5 separate regions of the Mus musculus genome follow, and regions 1, 2, 4 and 5 are each linked to region 3. A link is a contact called in public Hi-C and HiChIP or PLAC-seq data. All regions are on one chromosome and are shown on one strand. Each heading gives the region's core, a stretch centred on a gene start, on an enhancer-like site or on the middle of the called end of the contact. The rest is flanking DNA. Distances are from core to core; before and after follow the strand shown.

The links. HiChIP or PLAC-seq counts read pairs in DNA pulled down with a chosen protein or histone mark. A called contact is a pair of places that touch in the nucleus more often than the background predicts.
Region 1: an H3K4me3 HiChIP or PLAC-seq map of bone marrow-derived macrophages shows a contact between it and region 3, with 7 times the contacts expected there. The contact joins the promoter of Ythdf3 here to the enhancer-like site in region 3. A contact is called at or near these places in 2 of 39 promoter capture datasets (the C10 cell line and pre-B cells), 4 of 115 datasets of contacts at active chromatin or transcription factors (bone marrow-derived macrophages, large pre-B cells and pro-B cells) and 1 of 9 other capture datasets (liver).
Region 2: a CTCF HiChIP or PLAC-seq map of large pre-B cells shows a contact between it and region 3, with 5 times the contacts expected there. The contact joins two enhancer-like sites. A contact is called at or near these places in 1 of 15 datasets of contacts at CTCF or cohesin (large pre-B cells) and 1 of 115 datasets of contacts at active chromatin or transcription factors (large pre-B cells).
Region 4: a Hi-C map of bone marrow-derived macrophages shows a contact between it and region 3, with 14 read pairs. The contact joins two enhancer-like sites. A contact is called at or near these places in 1 of 484 Hi-C or Micro-C datasets (bone marrow-derived macrophages) and 1 of 115 datasets of contacts at active chromatin or transcription factors (bone marrow-derived macrophages).
Region 5: a contact with region 3 is called in a Hi-C map of bone marrow-derived macrophages, with 16 read pairs. The contact joins the promoter of Sirpb1c here to the enhancer-like site in region 3. A contact is called at or near these places in 1 of 484 Hi-C or Micro-C datasets (bone marrow-derived macrophages), 1 of 115 datasets of contacts at active chromatin or transcription factors (bone marrow-derived macrophages) and 2 of 9 other capture datasets (adipose tissue and liver).

What each region holds. Positions count from the first base shown.
Region 1 is chr3:16,181,664-16,184,596 of GRCm38.p6, reverse strand. It overlaps Ythdf3 (YTH N6-methyladenosine RNA binding protein 3), which reads right to left and starts at 1,432. Exons shown (of 5, transcript NM_001145919.2): 1 at 1,077-1,432; 2 at 651-675. The coding sequence starts at 1,100.
Region 2 is chr3:14,380,520-14,383,219 of GRCm38.p6, reverse strand. No RefSeq gene overlaps it. Among named protein-coding and RNA genes, the nearest start is that of Slc7a12, 99 kb to the left of the region's middle. Within about 2 kb of position 1,294, at least 32 of the 459 cell types and tissues checked have an H3K27ac peak or open chromatin away from gene starts, as enhancers often do.
Region 3 is chr3:15,282,803-15,285,680 of GRCm38.p6, reverse strand. No RefSeq gene overlaps it. Among named protein-coding and RNA genes, the nearest start is that of Gm9733, 48 kb to the left of the region's middle. Within about 2 kb of position 1,315, at least 71 of the 459 cell types and tissues checked have an H3K27ac peak or open chromatin away from gene starts, as enhancers often do. A contact at or near this core is called in adipose tissue, bone marrow-derived macrophages, pre-B cells and 1 more, where this site is marked.
Region 4 is chr3:16,021,059-16,023,895 of GRCm38.p6, reverse strand. No RefSeq gene overlaps it. Among named protein-coding and RNA genes, the nearest start is that of Gm5150, 16 kb to the right of the region's middle. Within about 2 kb of position 1,440, at least 14 of the 459 cell types and tissues checked have an H3K27ac peak or open chromatin away from gene starts, as enhancers often do. A contact at or near this core is called in bone marrow-derived macrophages, where this site is marked.
Region 5 is chr3:15,847,080-15,850,017 of GRCm38.p6, reverse strand. Sirpb1c (signal-regulatory protein beta 1C) reads left to right here and starts at 1,531. Exons shown (of 6, transcript NM_001173459.2): 1 at 1,531-1,677. The coding sequence starts at 1,605.

The DNA.
Region 1 (2,933 bases), core at 183-2,682, 900 kb before region 3:
CACACGCATAAATACAAACTACATTTGTGTTTTAACTGCCTTACTTTTAGTGGTAGTTTTTAAATAGCAAATCATATAACACTAGCAATAACTGCACAAATAATTTCCTTCTCGGGCTTTTGTAAGAAACCAGATCGAGACACGCCTTCCAATCAGAGCGCTGCTGTAAGATTACATACTTGTTAGGAGTTCTATAGTGGTGTTGTCTCCTTGCAAGCAACTTCACTGATTCTATTCAGTGATTGGGGCATGATTTTCACCCAATGTGGCATAGAACGCCATGTGATTTGCCAAGTTTAAATGTAATCCCGAAATTTCAAACAGAATGCTGTTCACTTTAAAAACTTATCCAACTATACACAAATGTAGAAAAAAGTATGACCTAAGTTATGTAACAAACATAAATGGTAAACTGAAGAAATAACATTACGTTCATTGAAATACAACCAAGACAGCTGTTTCTTCTTAGTACTTCGGTTTCTACAAACCCAGGAGCTAAGTAAATGTTGTCTGTTAGCTGCGTTGGATGTTTTTCTATCCTTTATATTTAGAAAGAAGTGCAAAAACAAGAAAGAAACCGCTTACAGTTTTTTTTAAAAAAAAATCACATCAAGGGAACACCTAAGGGGAAAACAAACAAACAAACTCACCTTTATTTCCTTGCCCTTTAGGTCTCTGAAGCAAGACGACAGAGGTGGTAAAGAGGGGGAGGGGGAAGAAAAGTGCGTTAAACAGAGCCACTGCAAACAAGTTCTTCAGAACAATCCGCGTAGGTGTGAACCCCACCAGATCCTCCGCAACCTCTCCGCCCGGCCGCCTCCCGCCGCCTCTCCGCCTCGCCTCCGGCACCCGCCAGCTCCGGGCCCCGCGGCGGCCGCCGGGACCTCCGGGCCTGTGGTCACGGGCGCCGGCCGCAGACTCAGCCGCCCGCGCTCAGGCCGGCCTGGGCAGCAGCCCCGACAACCGGGACCCGCGGCGCCGTTACGGAGCTAGCGGCGGCTAGAGGAGCCGCGCCGCACGCGAGGGTGGAGCTCTGCAGCTCCGGCCTTCGCCGAGCCGGGGCCCTGCTCCCTCACCTGATCCACGCTAGTGGCTGACATTCTTCACCGTAACCCGAGAGGAACCGCCGCCGCCGCCGCCGCTGCCTGGGCCTCGCCGAGAGCACTCACAGCAGTCGACTACCGCCCTCGCGAAGCTCTGCTCCGGCCTCCGCCGCCGCCGCTCTCGCAGGCTCCAGGGAGAGGGCTCACGCTCGGGAGTCGCGGAAGGGGCCCGAGCTCGCCGCCTGCACACTGCTCGTCCCCGCTCGTCCTCCGATCCTCGGGCCCACAATGGCGGACAGGCGCCTCAGCCCCACTTCCGCTCCGGGCCGTCCTGACCTTCCGCTATCCAGTCTGACGTCCACGCACACCTCGCAGTTCCTCCCCCACTCCCGCCACGGCCTCGGGCTCCGCCCCCGCCGTGCACGTCATCGGAGAGGGGAGGGGGGCAGAGACCCGGAGGCGCAGCTGTACTTTAGACGCATGCGCGGTACCGTGAGCGTTGGGCTCGGGCGTTGTTAGCCTGGAGGCTACAGAAGCGGTCCAGCAGCGCCTGTCCGCTCAGCCACCACCGGGCGTGCGTGCGTGCGTGCGGGGTGCGGGAGCACGCTCTCAATGAATGCTTTCTAACTCTCTACTGGGATGGGGTTGGTTTTTATTGAATAAAATAGCCTTCGGAAAGAGAAACAGTTGCAAGACTGCTGCCCCTCCCGAAAAAAAGAAAATGTTAAAATGTCCCTAGAAACTGGTAATGTTACTTTCTTACCTGTTGGCAAAAACAAAGAAAGTCAGTCCAATTATAATTTTGGCATTTTTATTGAATTTCCTTCCCAAGTAAGATTTCTTTACAGGTGTGGTGTAGTGTGCATTCCTAACTAGCCAAATCCTTTTAAAACCTCCCAGTTTAAGTGCTAACCTATGAAGCAGGAAATTAGGAAAATCACAGTTTTCTATATGTAGTACCACAATATTTTAGAATCACTGTGTCAAGATTGCTTCTCATGCAAATCCTCAAAAGGCAATTTTAGGTGTGGTCAACCCAAATCCCTTTCTCTTGTGTTCCTTCTGTTCGGACCCTGAGCTGCAAATCAGTCCATTTCCCAAGGTCCCCCTTATTCTACATTGCTCTACCTAGCTCCCACTCCCAAAAACATTTTTGGTTTTCAAGGAGTTTGTCGGAAGAGGAATTGAGGCTGGAAAGTTGAAAGTGCATAGCGAAAACTAATAGAAAAGGCTTGCAGGCCTTGACTTTACTCCTATCTGAGAAGCATGGCTTTGGAATTCCACGAATCTCAGTTTGAATTCTTACCTAGCAATGATTAGTTTATAACCTTGGAGAAGTCTCTTAACCTAAACCTTGGCGTCATGAGTAAACTAAGGCCTGACATACATAATCAGCCACTTCTTGTTTCTTCACTGAGTGAGTCCCCGCATCAAAACTGTAACTCAGTGAGTACTCCTGAAATGTCAGGCAATATAATTGATTAAATAGTCACAGTATCTTGTGTGATAACTGCTGCTACAAAAATTGAAGGCTGGGTGAGGGAGCACATACCTTTAAACTCAGCACTTGAGGGTGGATCTCTGTGAGTTTGAGGCTAGCCTGATCTATATGAGTTCCAGGACAGCCAAGGCTACGTTTCAAAAATTAAAAATTTTTTAAAACCTCATTCTGTAGCCGAGGCTGTCCTCGAACTCAGAAATCAGCCTGCCTCAGCCTCCGAGTGCTGGGATTAAAGGTATGCGCCACCACTGCCTGGCTCCAAAGTAAGTTTAAGAAATAGTCCAAGGCCAGCAAAATGGCTGGGCAGATAAGGGCACTTACACCAAAAACTGACAACATGAGTTCTATACCTGGAACCCACGTGATAGGAGAGAACCACTCCTGAAAAT
Region 2 (2,700 bases), core at 45-2,544, 900 kb after region 3:
GGCAAGGAAGATCCTAATGAATTCCTGAACAAGCATTTACATTTATCAGTCATCCAGATCTTGGATTAGTCAATTCTGGGTCTAACCTTGGGTCGGGTAGCTGGGATGGACACTTTTTGATGCAGCATAGCCCAGGGTAGAGCTGTGTTCTAGCCACTCCTGAGGGTTCCTCTGAACCCCACGTCCTCATTCCTCTCCAGCGCAGACACAGACCCTTCTCCTATCACCCCATCTTTCTCTAGTAACCTTCATTATCTTGCCCAGCCCATCCAGGCCCCAAGGTAAGGAGCAGAGGGGAGAAGGGGAAGGGCTGGGCCTTGATGCTCCCCAAGACGGAAGGGACAAGGCTGTACATCGATTCTCTGCAAGGGCTGTAGGCATGGGCTGTTGAAGCTGATTTATCATCTGATCAATAAAGCAATTTAGAACTGAACTCTTTCCTCATCTGTCTGTGGGGGTCCTAGGGACCCAGGGAGCCAGGGCTGGATTTGGCAAGGCCTAGTTGAAATGAACCAAAGGCAATCACTCTGGAGTTTTCTAAGGTCTGTTTACTTTGTGGTATTGGTTCTAAGGAAACCAAATGATCAAAGGCCACCACCTTCCCCTATTTGCCCTCCACCCCATCTCAGGATGCGGGGATTTTGTGGACTTGGCTTTTGAAAGGCTCAGTTATGTCCTGACAATGTACTCAGCACTTCAGCTTTTGCAAAGCCCCTTGTAAAGAGAAATTCAGCTAGAGGACTTTTTGTATCAACTCCAGAGATCTCACTTCTTGGAAGTGTGTGTGTGTGTGTGTGTGTGTGTGTGTGTGTGTGTGTGTGTGTGTGTGTGTGTATGGTGGGGAGAGGCAGCTAGCCATCTGCTTTTCTGCTAGGGCCTCACAACCAGCTGTACGGAAGAGCAGGCTTGGAAAATAGGCTTGTCTGAAGGGTTGTAGTGTTGTTCATCTTAGGTACACCTACTGTACCCAGAGCTATGCTGTGTCAATCCATGAAAATGCGCCCTCACTGAGTTTTTCAAAACAGTGAGTGGAATTTAACCAATAGGTTTTATGCTTTTATTAGCCAGAGGATCAGGCCAGCAATGCTCCAACATTGGACCTACAACACCTGCCCAACAGCTGGAGATCAAAGAGTGTTAGCCCTAAGTGGCCCTGACAATTCTCAAACATGGCTCAAGACCTACAGGAAATTCTCAGGGAGGTTTGTGCGCAGAGGACAATGGTTTATTCCATAAACACAAATGGATCCTCCTACCTGGACGGGACACACAGAATACCATGATCCAAAGGTGGAGACAGGCTGCCCTCTGCTGGCTGCGGAGGCCCAGCACAGTACCATCAGGCCAGCCCTAGTACTCTGTCTCACTTTTCCCCATTGACCTTCTCACAATCACGCAGTGCAGAAGGGACTTCACACATCATTTATTTATACACAGTGAAGCTCGGGTACCAGCAGATGGCCGTAATTGCGTAGGGCGTGGGGAGCCACAGAGATTTGCAGGCGTCGAGTTTGCTCTGTACGGATCGACACCAGGTGGCGCTGTGGGGTCAAGGCCAAAGGCAGCCACTCCGTTTTTCTTTTTCTTTTTTAAATTTCATGTTATTTTTGTTAGCTACTCCCGTTCTGCTGTGGGTGTTGATGACCCAGTGCTTCCGCGAGCACATCTAATGTCCCCGGAAAGAGGTGTGCTCTAACACTGACCTGTGGCATACCAAAGCACAAGAATGACCCAAAGGAGAGAAACTGACAGAGTCCCCCTTTTTTTCCATTTAAGGGCGACCTGGACATGGTCCAGGATGCCCGTAGGGGAAAGAATGGCATAAAGGACTCCCAGTTGCATGAGTGTCCTGGCCGTTTAGGTGTGGTGGAAGAAAGCTGCCTGTTCTGATGGAAGTCGTGGCTCCATCAGTCTTCCTTCAAGACCACAAGTCTGGGTCATCTAAAAGGGTGGCTTCCATGGGACATCAGTCTTCAGAGATGAGGGAGAATGTGTTTGGAGATTAAGGCAGGAAGAACGTGAGTTCAAAGCCAATCTTGCTACAGAATAACCTTGCTACAAAAATGTGTGTGTGTGTGTGTGTGTGTGTGTGTGTGTTGCTATTAGATGTTTAAGTAATCCCCAAATCAAGAGTACATACTTTGTGAAGCTACAGTCCCCAACATCCTTAGGCCCTGGTAAGGGTGGGGGTAGTTTGAGAAATAGAACACAGACCCTTGGGAACCAGTCATTGGATGGTTCTAACTCCCTTCCTCCAGTCCCTGGTCCTGCCTTCAAACACACACACACACACACACACACACACACACACACACACACACACACACACCTGTTACTAAAACCATTGCAGGGTGTGGAGGGATGCTTTTAAAATAGATCCCAGATCCACCCTATAGATTCTGATCAGGTCGGGATGGGACATGGGAAACTATTTGAAAAGTGCTTGCCTGAGATGATGCTCATACTGGAGCCCTTGGAGTCTATGCCAGCTTTGCCAGCCTTGCCAGTTGGTCTTACAGCAAGGGAGCCCTTCCCTCTGCAGCTCACTTGCCTTAGGACTAATGGTTACAGGAACTTCTGGAGCTGTTTGTAACCAGTTGTTATGAGTAGAGAGGACTTATTTGAACTTTCTGTTTCTGTTCTCCAGAGTCCATGAGAACAGGTTTAGACTTCTCTCACCTAACATCTTGCAAAGCTTTG
Region 3 (2,878 bases), core at 66-2,565:
TCCTCTTTGTGAATTCTCTGTTTAGGCACTCCCTTGGTTTGACCTTAGGGACCCTGGGTTTCCTCCTTGAGAGGTGTCCTTGGCACATCACTTAGGCTTTAGAAAGTTGTGTGCAGCATACTGAGACCCGCTATTCTGACGCATAAGAGACTGTTATATGCCAGCTTGCTGTTCTAACATTTCTATCAAGGGAAAAATCACAAATATTTTTGGTTGTTTTAAAGCCTATACTTGGTATTTCAGATGCCAATACCCATATCAAAACAATTAAAGGAATCTGGAGCCAAGATTTCTTTCAGTTTGGTAGGTAATTCTAAAGATAGCCAGGTAAACAGCCAGCAATCTTTGCCAGGGTTTAGTCTCAATAAGAGTTGGGGGTAATCAAAGACTAGAGATACCTGATAGGTAAATAACAAAACACATTGACTGAGAAGCTGACAGGCTTGTTCATTTCCATGAGATCTTTCTGAACTCAGGAGTCAGAATACTCATATAGATGTGACTCAGCCTCAGTCTTTTATTGAAATCACAAAAGGAGGTTGGGTTACAACGTTCACTGGTGCGGTGGGTAAATGCTTCTCTATTTTCTTGTGCCAATATTTTCTTGTGATACAGAGTAGTACAGATTTAGAACAGAAAAAAGGGAACCATAAAATCTCAAACACAAGTTTTGCAGGAAGCACTTTTTTTTATATATATTTCCCCAACCACTAGTCCCCAGTGAGGTTGGGGTGGGGGGCAGCGGTATTGCAGTTGCAGTCAGTATCTTCAGACATGTGTGGGACAGTATTGTTTTATAAAAGGGCAAAAATGAGGTCATCCTGATAACCTTGCAGTCTTCAGGACTCTCTACCTGTCTATCTAGAAAAACATTCTCACTTGACCTGTATGGAGAATTCCTACAGGGCTACTATCATCCTCCCTGAACCCAAGGAAGCCATTGCTGACTTTCTGGGAAATATTTGTATGCTATTCCATCCTCAGTTTTGTAATAAAAAATGTCCTGTTTTTAATATGCAGAACTGAGACTAAGACTGGGGGAACAGCTGCAGATTTACTCATCTCTGCCCGCAGCTCTAGGTTACTTTCATTTCCATCTCGAGCGAGTGACTGTAACACACATTTCTCTCAAATTCATGAACAAATTTCACTTTAATACTATCAGTAACATCTAGTTTTTGGATATTAAGCAGCCTCCTACTAGGTCTTGCCAGGTCACCAAATAATGAAGGAAGAAGGAAAGAGAAGGAACAGTAAATAGATAAGGAGAATGATACGTACTAATAATGGTTGCAGGAAAAACATCACGAGGTACCTGCGACAAGGGCCTCTCAGTGCTCATACTGGCACCCAGAAGAGGCCATACCTCATGTTCTGAGACACAGTACCCCCAGCAGTTTTTTTTTCCTCGTCATCAGGGGTCCTAGGCATCTCAAGCTTAATGTGGCATGTCTCCAACAAATCTCAACTAAACTTCATTAATATCTAAGGCCTAGAGAGGGAAAGTGAAAAGTACAACATCACATGCCCCCTTAGTAACACAGTTCACAGTGATAAACCTTTCCTAAAGGTCAGTATGTTGTATAACTTTACTACTTCTGTAGAGCCGATCTATATACTGTGCTAGCAGGAAGTAGGTATCAAGTGTGGGCCCTGTGTAGAAGGTCTTTTCTGGGTACTTGACAAAGAGTAGCAATGCCTGGATGTATATCTAGGCATTCCTTCCTCTCTCCCGAAAACTACTACAAATCTGATGCTCTTATGACCCTGATATTACCATTATAGTATGTGTATGGTTTCTCTTTCCTCAAGAAATACCTAGCAGGGACAATGGCTGTCATCATCATAGAAAGGAAACTGAGGAGTCCGCAGAGAGTAAGGTTTTTCTCATTCCATGGCTTCCTGATGCCACAGTCTTAGCACTTGGGTAGTCATAGCACTCTGGAAAAGTGGGCACTGGAACCACATTCTGTAGAAATAGAAACTAAGGGTCAGGTTGAACAAGTTATCTGCCTTATTACAACCATGATATGCTGACTGGTTTTTGGTGTCTTGCTATGGCAGGTAATACACGGAGGCCCAGGCTTTCCTTCTTAAGGATCTCTGATCAACACCATGCTACAGATGATATTGAGACTGAAACAGAGACTGTTTCATCTTGCTTGACCTGTCTCAGAGGCCATGTTCTGTGCCCTCCGTTTCATTTCCCACAGAAACCAACTATCCTTACACTGAGCCCTGCCACTTATATCACTCTACTTCCCCCCATGCACACCCCCAATCAGACATGAGGTATTCTCTGCCAAATGTCTACTTTAGGTAGCTTTGGGCATAACAGGCTTTGTTCCAGGGGCCTCAGGCGCCTGAAGAAACTCATTTATTTAATTCTTCTTCACATTTTTGAGACTGTATGCAGGAGGCAGTTCTATTCTGTGGCTGCTGCTCAGAGAATACGCTATGCAGAAATAATTGCATGTATGCTGTGTTAATTAATGAGGGAGAGTGCTGTAGTGATCTCTTACCTATTTCTTACCATCTCACAAGTCCAGTGCTCTTTATGAACCTCAGGGTCTTCTTCTCTAAGGGAAGAAGTAACCTCTCTCCCATAGAACATGCTTATAAAAAATGAAATAACAAAGATATGATACATAGTGGCACTCCTTCCACCTACATTATCATCAAGATCACCATTCATTATAACGAATGGCATGGCAGAAAAGGCTAGTATCACTAATAAGCTATGAATTACATCCTATCTGCATCACTTGCTGGTTGGGGTCTCATGCACATTGCATTACCTGGAAATTCACTGCCCATATATATGATATATATGGATTCAGGATGAACCTACTCTCCCTGTTTATCTCCATTGTGGGGT
Region 4 (2,837 bases), core at 191-2,690, 740 kb before region 3:
GAGTTTATGATAATGGACTAAAGACAGCAGCAGGAACCACTGAGTGCTCACACTCCAGAGCTTTAAGCAGGAGATAGACTACATGTTAGGAATGTCATGAGTCTTTTGAAACCTAAAGCCCACTCCCAGTGATACACCTTCTAACCCTTCACAAATAGTTCCATGAACTGCCAATTATTTAAACATATTAGTCACAGGGACAATTCTCATTCAAACTATCACAACTGGCATAGAAATAGGGCACATAGCTCTTTGAGGAAGGTCATGGGCCATCATATTCATTCTTTTCCAAGATTGCTGCTCCAGAACCCAACCTGGGATGCTAGACCGAGGTGAACAGGGCTCTTGTCTTTTACCTCTAATGTAAGTAGTAATTTCCATTCCGCCATCACATGGAAGAAATGCCCCTTGGTATTGCAAACTTTATATGCCCCAGTACAGGGGAATGCCAGGGCCACAAGTTGGGGGTGGGTGGGTGGGGGATCAGGGCAGGGGGAGGGCATAGGGGACTTTTGGGATAGCATTTGAAATATAAATGAAGAAAATATCTAATAAAAATAATTCTTTATAGTAAACACAAAGACAATGTTTGGAGCAGAGACTGAAGGAATGTGTATCCAGACACTGCCCCACCTGGGGATCCATCCCATAAACAACCACTGAACCCAGACACTATTGCAGATACCAACATGAACTTTCTGACAGGAGACTGATATAGCTGTCTTCTGAGGAGCTCTGCCTGTGCTTGACTAATATAAAAGTGGATGCTCACAGCCATCCAATTGGACTGACCACAAGATCCCCAATGGAGGAGCTAGAGGAAGGACTCAAGGAGCTGAAGAGGTTTGCAGCCCCATAGGAGGAACAACAATATGAACTAACCAGTAACTCCAGAGCTCCCTGGGACTAAACCACCAATCAAAGAAAACACCCGGAAGGACTCGTGGCTCTAGCTGCATATGTAGCAGAGGATGGCCAAGTTGGTCATCAATGGGAGGAGAGGCCCTGGTCCTGTGAATGTTCTATACCACAGTATGGGGGAATGCCTGGGCCAGGAAATCGGGGTTGGGGAGCAGGAGGACAGGGGAGGGGATAGGGGATTCTCAGAGGGGAAACTTGGAAAGGGGATAACATTTGAAATGTAAGTAAGAAAATATCTAATAAAAAATAACAGGTAGTCAGTGCTGAATTTGAGTATGGTTAGTCTTTGAATCCCCCCCCCCCCCATTCTTTCTTTTTCCAACTTTCTGAGTCTCAGTCTCTCTCTGATTCCCAGATTGGCCTTGAACTGGAACTGAGAGTTAAGACCACACTTTGTGACAAAATTACTTTCAGCAAAATGACATTTGCATCATTATCACTCTGAGGTACACTGCACCCAGTGAGTCAGTTCCAAAGAAGTGGGTGGGGCTGCCTGGCTCAAAACTTAGGAAACTCTGTTAGCCTCCTGCCACATCGAGGCTGGCATGCAGGTTAGTGACATGACTTAAGATGCAATGTTTCTGGCAATACTCAGCTATCATCCTTTCTTAGTTAGCTTCCTCATTTTGTCCTCTGTCCTCTATTTCCTTCCTCATCTCATATCAGTCTTCTCACTGAATGCTGCTGCTCTGAGAAGCTATATCATTAATTTACTTTCCTAATGCTTATGTTACCTTGGAAAGGTGCCACAGGCTATTGGCAAAAACCACAGACATCCATTTCCTCACAATTCTGGAGCCTGGAAGTCCAGGGTCAAAGTCTCCACAAAACTATTTTCTTCTGTGCTTTCTCTTCTAAGTTGCACTTTTTTCCTATGTCTTCATACAATCTTATTTCATCCTATGTCTGTGGATCTTGTCCATGTCTTGAAAGGAAACCAGTTACATTGGGTCAGGATTCATACAAATGACCTCAGCAGACCCTTGCCTATTGAAAAACTCTCTACCAAACACAGTTACATTATTTGTTACTGTGATTTCGGCATTGATATGTAGAGTACAAACAATTCATCTATAATAGGTCCCCACACATCCCTTGCCTTCTTGGTCTTTCCATGTAGCCTTATTTTCTTTCTTATGAAAAGCAGGATTATTGACATGCTCTGATTAGTTCCTGCTCATGATTCCTGAGTGGCTGTTTATGCCATATAAGGAATGCTCCAAACTTGTCCTTGTGAATTGATCTGTGTGTTTTCTTTCAGTATTGTTTTATTATAGGTGCCTCCAAGCAATGACTTGCCAAATACCTAAGAAAAATTGAACTTTGCTTCTTGGCCTTCACCAATGCCCCAGGTAGCCCTTGAGCCAACCCTGGGCTTGGAATTCAGTAATAATGTTGCCTATTCATTGACATTCAGAATTGCCTCTAATATTGTAAGAAAGGTAGTGAAAGAAATCAGGCATTACTATCTACTACACAGAGTTAGTAATCTCAGGGCAAGCTTAGAGAAGTAAGTTTAGAATTCTTATTATAGTTATGTATGACAGACTACATTACTTATTAGTAGGAAGTCTACCCACACAATCACTTAGAATAAAAGGCAAGACACTCACATATACAGGAATTTACAATGGTTTAGGAAGCAGATTGGGTTGTGGTTTTAGGAGGAACTAAAGTATTGCATTATTCATGAGAAAGTTAGCTATAGCAGAACTCCCTAATTAGAACCATGACTTGGGCATGAAAGCCCTTGCCCCAGGAGTGTAAAGACCTCTCACCTGGCTTCTAAGAATATAGCGGACCTTAGATAGAGCTGACTTTGTCTCAGTTGTTTTATTGTCCAGTTCCTGGCAGTCTTTATGTTTGCATTCCTCTGTTTTCTGTGAGAGTCATTAAGCATTTGGTAACCTCATTGT
Region 5 (2,938 bases), core at 282-2,781, 560 kb before region 3:
TGAAATTCCAAATCAAATAGTATTGATTGATTGATTCATTCATTCATTGATTCATTCATTTTATTGGTTGTTTAATTTTTTGCAATTCAAATGGTATCCTGCTTTCATTTCCCCTCCACAATTCTTCCATCACATCCCCCTCCCCTGCCTCTATGAGGAGGCTCCCCTACCCACCCACCTTCCACCTCAGCACCCTAGTATTCCCATACGCTGGGTCATTGGGCCCCCACAGGACCAAATGGCTACCATCCCATTGATGTCTGATAAGCAGGGACTAAACCACCAACCAAAGAGTACACATGGGAGGATTCACGGCTACAGCTGGATATGTAGCAGAGGATTGCCGTATCTGGCAATCAGCTCTTATATATGCATTACAGGAAATAAATTGTATCTTGAGGCTTAGCTTTCCTGCTCATTAACCTACAAACATATCTGAGATTGATGAAGGCACTTATACCCCTCTTTCCCTAGTTCCTATCTCCATAGAGTAAGAATTGAAATATCTTATTTCTTTCTAAAATGGACTCTGACATCATTGTGTCACTATGTCCTCCCTGGCTCCAAAAATAAGCTATTTAATATTCTTTGCAGTTTACCATTTCAAACTCCATTAAGCATATAATTACTAAAGTGTTCCAATTTGCTATCTAGAAGAAATCAAAATGATATGACTGAATACCCTGCCAAAGACAATTTAAGAGATCATGGGTTTTTTTGGGCTTAGAACTCCAAATAACAGTTCTCCATTGCAAAGACGTCAGGGTGGCAAGATCTTGACTCAGGATGTCACATTATATCCACAGACAGCAGCAGAGACCAATGTATTAATGCATGCATGCTAGTATTCTACTGGCTCTATTTTACACTTCAAGATGCTCTATGTAGGACAATATTTGACACAAAATTAAGATGAGTTTTCCCAAATCAGTTAACTTGAGATAATCCCTTACAGATGGGCTAAGATATAGTCAGACTTCAACAATTTCTCACTGATGTCTCTTGTGGCTTCCTTCTTCTGTGAGAAGTTGGCAATTGATACTAATTATAACATAATTTACTGTGCTTGTGTAGCAAAAAGATTCCTAAGTTTCTCTTGGACTACATTTACTGATATCAGTAAAGGACATCCAAGGGATCATTCCCAGAGAACCACTGGTTTATTCCAGCATTGGGCTGATCTTACAAATATTATATGAGATAGAACTTTATGTGACACTGAAAAAGAATATGACACAAATCAACAACATCTAGTATCTTAGGTGTTTGGGAAACATTCTTTTGTACTGGATTCTAACTGGTGTGTTACCAAGACAAGACACTCGAGACAACATGGCACAAGCTCAGGGTCAAAAGAAGGAGAAAGGATTATGTTATGCATATCTGAGTCCCTCTAAAAACAAATGGTAAATCTGAACTCCTTCCCTGAAGCTGTATGCAACACTGTTTAGCTATTTCAAAATAAGCAGTATGGTTCCTGTTTTCACATAACATTGAAGTGATCTTTATGCAGAACAAGTCACAATACTTCCTTTCTCTACGTGTAAGAACCTGAGATCTCATGAGAACTGATTCTGGTCCCAACAGGGTTCTTAACACCAACCATGCTTCTCCTAGATGCCTGGACCCACATTCCTCACTGTGTCCTGCTGTTGATCCTGCTTCTGGGACTTAAAGGTGAGCATGCCCCAACAATAGAATCATCTCCCTGCTTCAGAGCTACTCTTACCATTGAAAGTAAAGGATTCCAGTTAATTATCTGAACTGTCACAGGAGAGGTAAGAATATTGTCTCACATAATAGAGCCAGAATTTTGAGCACTGCCTGAACTGGAATGTGAGCTTATAGCTTTGATACATTGAGTAGAAATGATTCATCTATAACAGTTTTCCACATATCCCTGCTCTTCATGACCCTCTCCAGTGAGCTTTAGTTCCTTCTATTTGTTTCAAACAGGACTAGTAATAACCTGCATGGTGCCAGTATGTTGTCAGGTTTTTCTTTTTCTTTTCTTTCTTTTTATTTATTGATTATTTTATTTATTTACTTTTCAAATATTATCTGTCTTCCAAGATTCCCCTTTGTAAACCCCTATACCACTCCCCCCAGCTTGTATGAGGGTGCTCCCAAACCCACCCACCCACCCACTCCCATCTCACGACCCTTGCATTCCCCTACACTGGTCCATCAAGCCTCCGTAAGACCAAGAGGCTCCCCTCCCATTGATATCAGATAAGGCAATCCTCTGCTGTATAAGCAGCTAGAGCTATGTGTCCCTCCTTGTGTATTCTTTGGGTGGCGGTTTAGTCCTTGGGAGCTCTGGGATTGGGGAGCTCTGGTTTGTTGAAATTGCTGTTCTACCTATAGGGTTGCAAACCCCTCCAGCTTCAACAGTCCTTCCCCTAACTCCTCCATTGTGGGTCCCTGTGCTCAGTCCAATGTTTGTGAGCATCCTCATACATATTGGTTAGGCTCTGACAGAGCCTCTCAGGGGACAGCTATAACAGGCTCCTGTCAGCAAGCACTTCTTGGCATTAGCAGTAGTGTCTAGGTTTGATGTCTGCAGATGGGATGGATTACTAGGTAGGGCAGTCTCTGGATAGCCTTCCCTTTAGTTTCTGCTCCATTCTTTATCCCTGCAGGACAGGGACAATTCTTTGTTAATATTTTTGAGATGGGTGGGTTGCCAATCCCTCAACTGGGGGCTGTGCCTAACCTCTGGATATAGTCTCTACAGGTTCTCACCTTTGTTGGGTATTTCAGCTTATGCCATTCCTACTGGGTCTTGAGAGCCTCTTGCATTCCTGGAATCTGGCACTTTCAACTGGCTACACCCAGTTCTCCATTTGCTGTTGCTTCACATATCCTTTCGTTTTCCTGACCCTCTGTATTTCTACTCCTATACCCAATCCTGTCACTTTTTCCCTCTTCCTCCTCC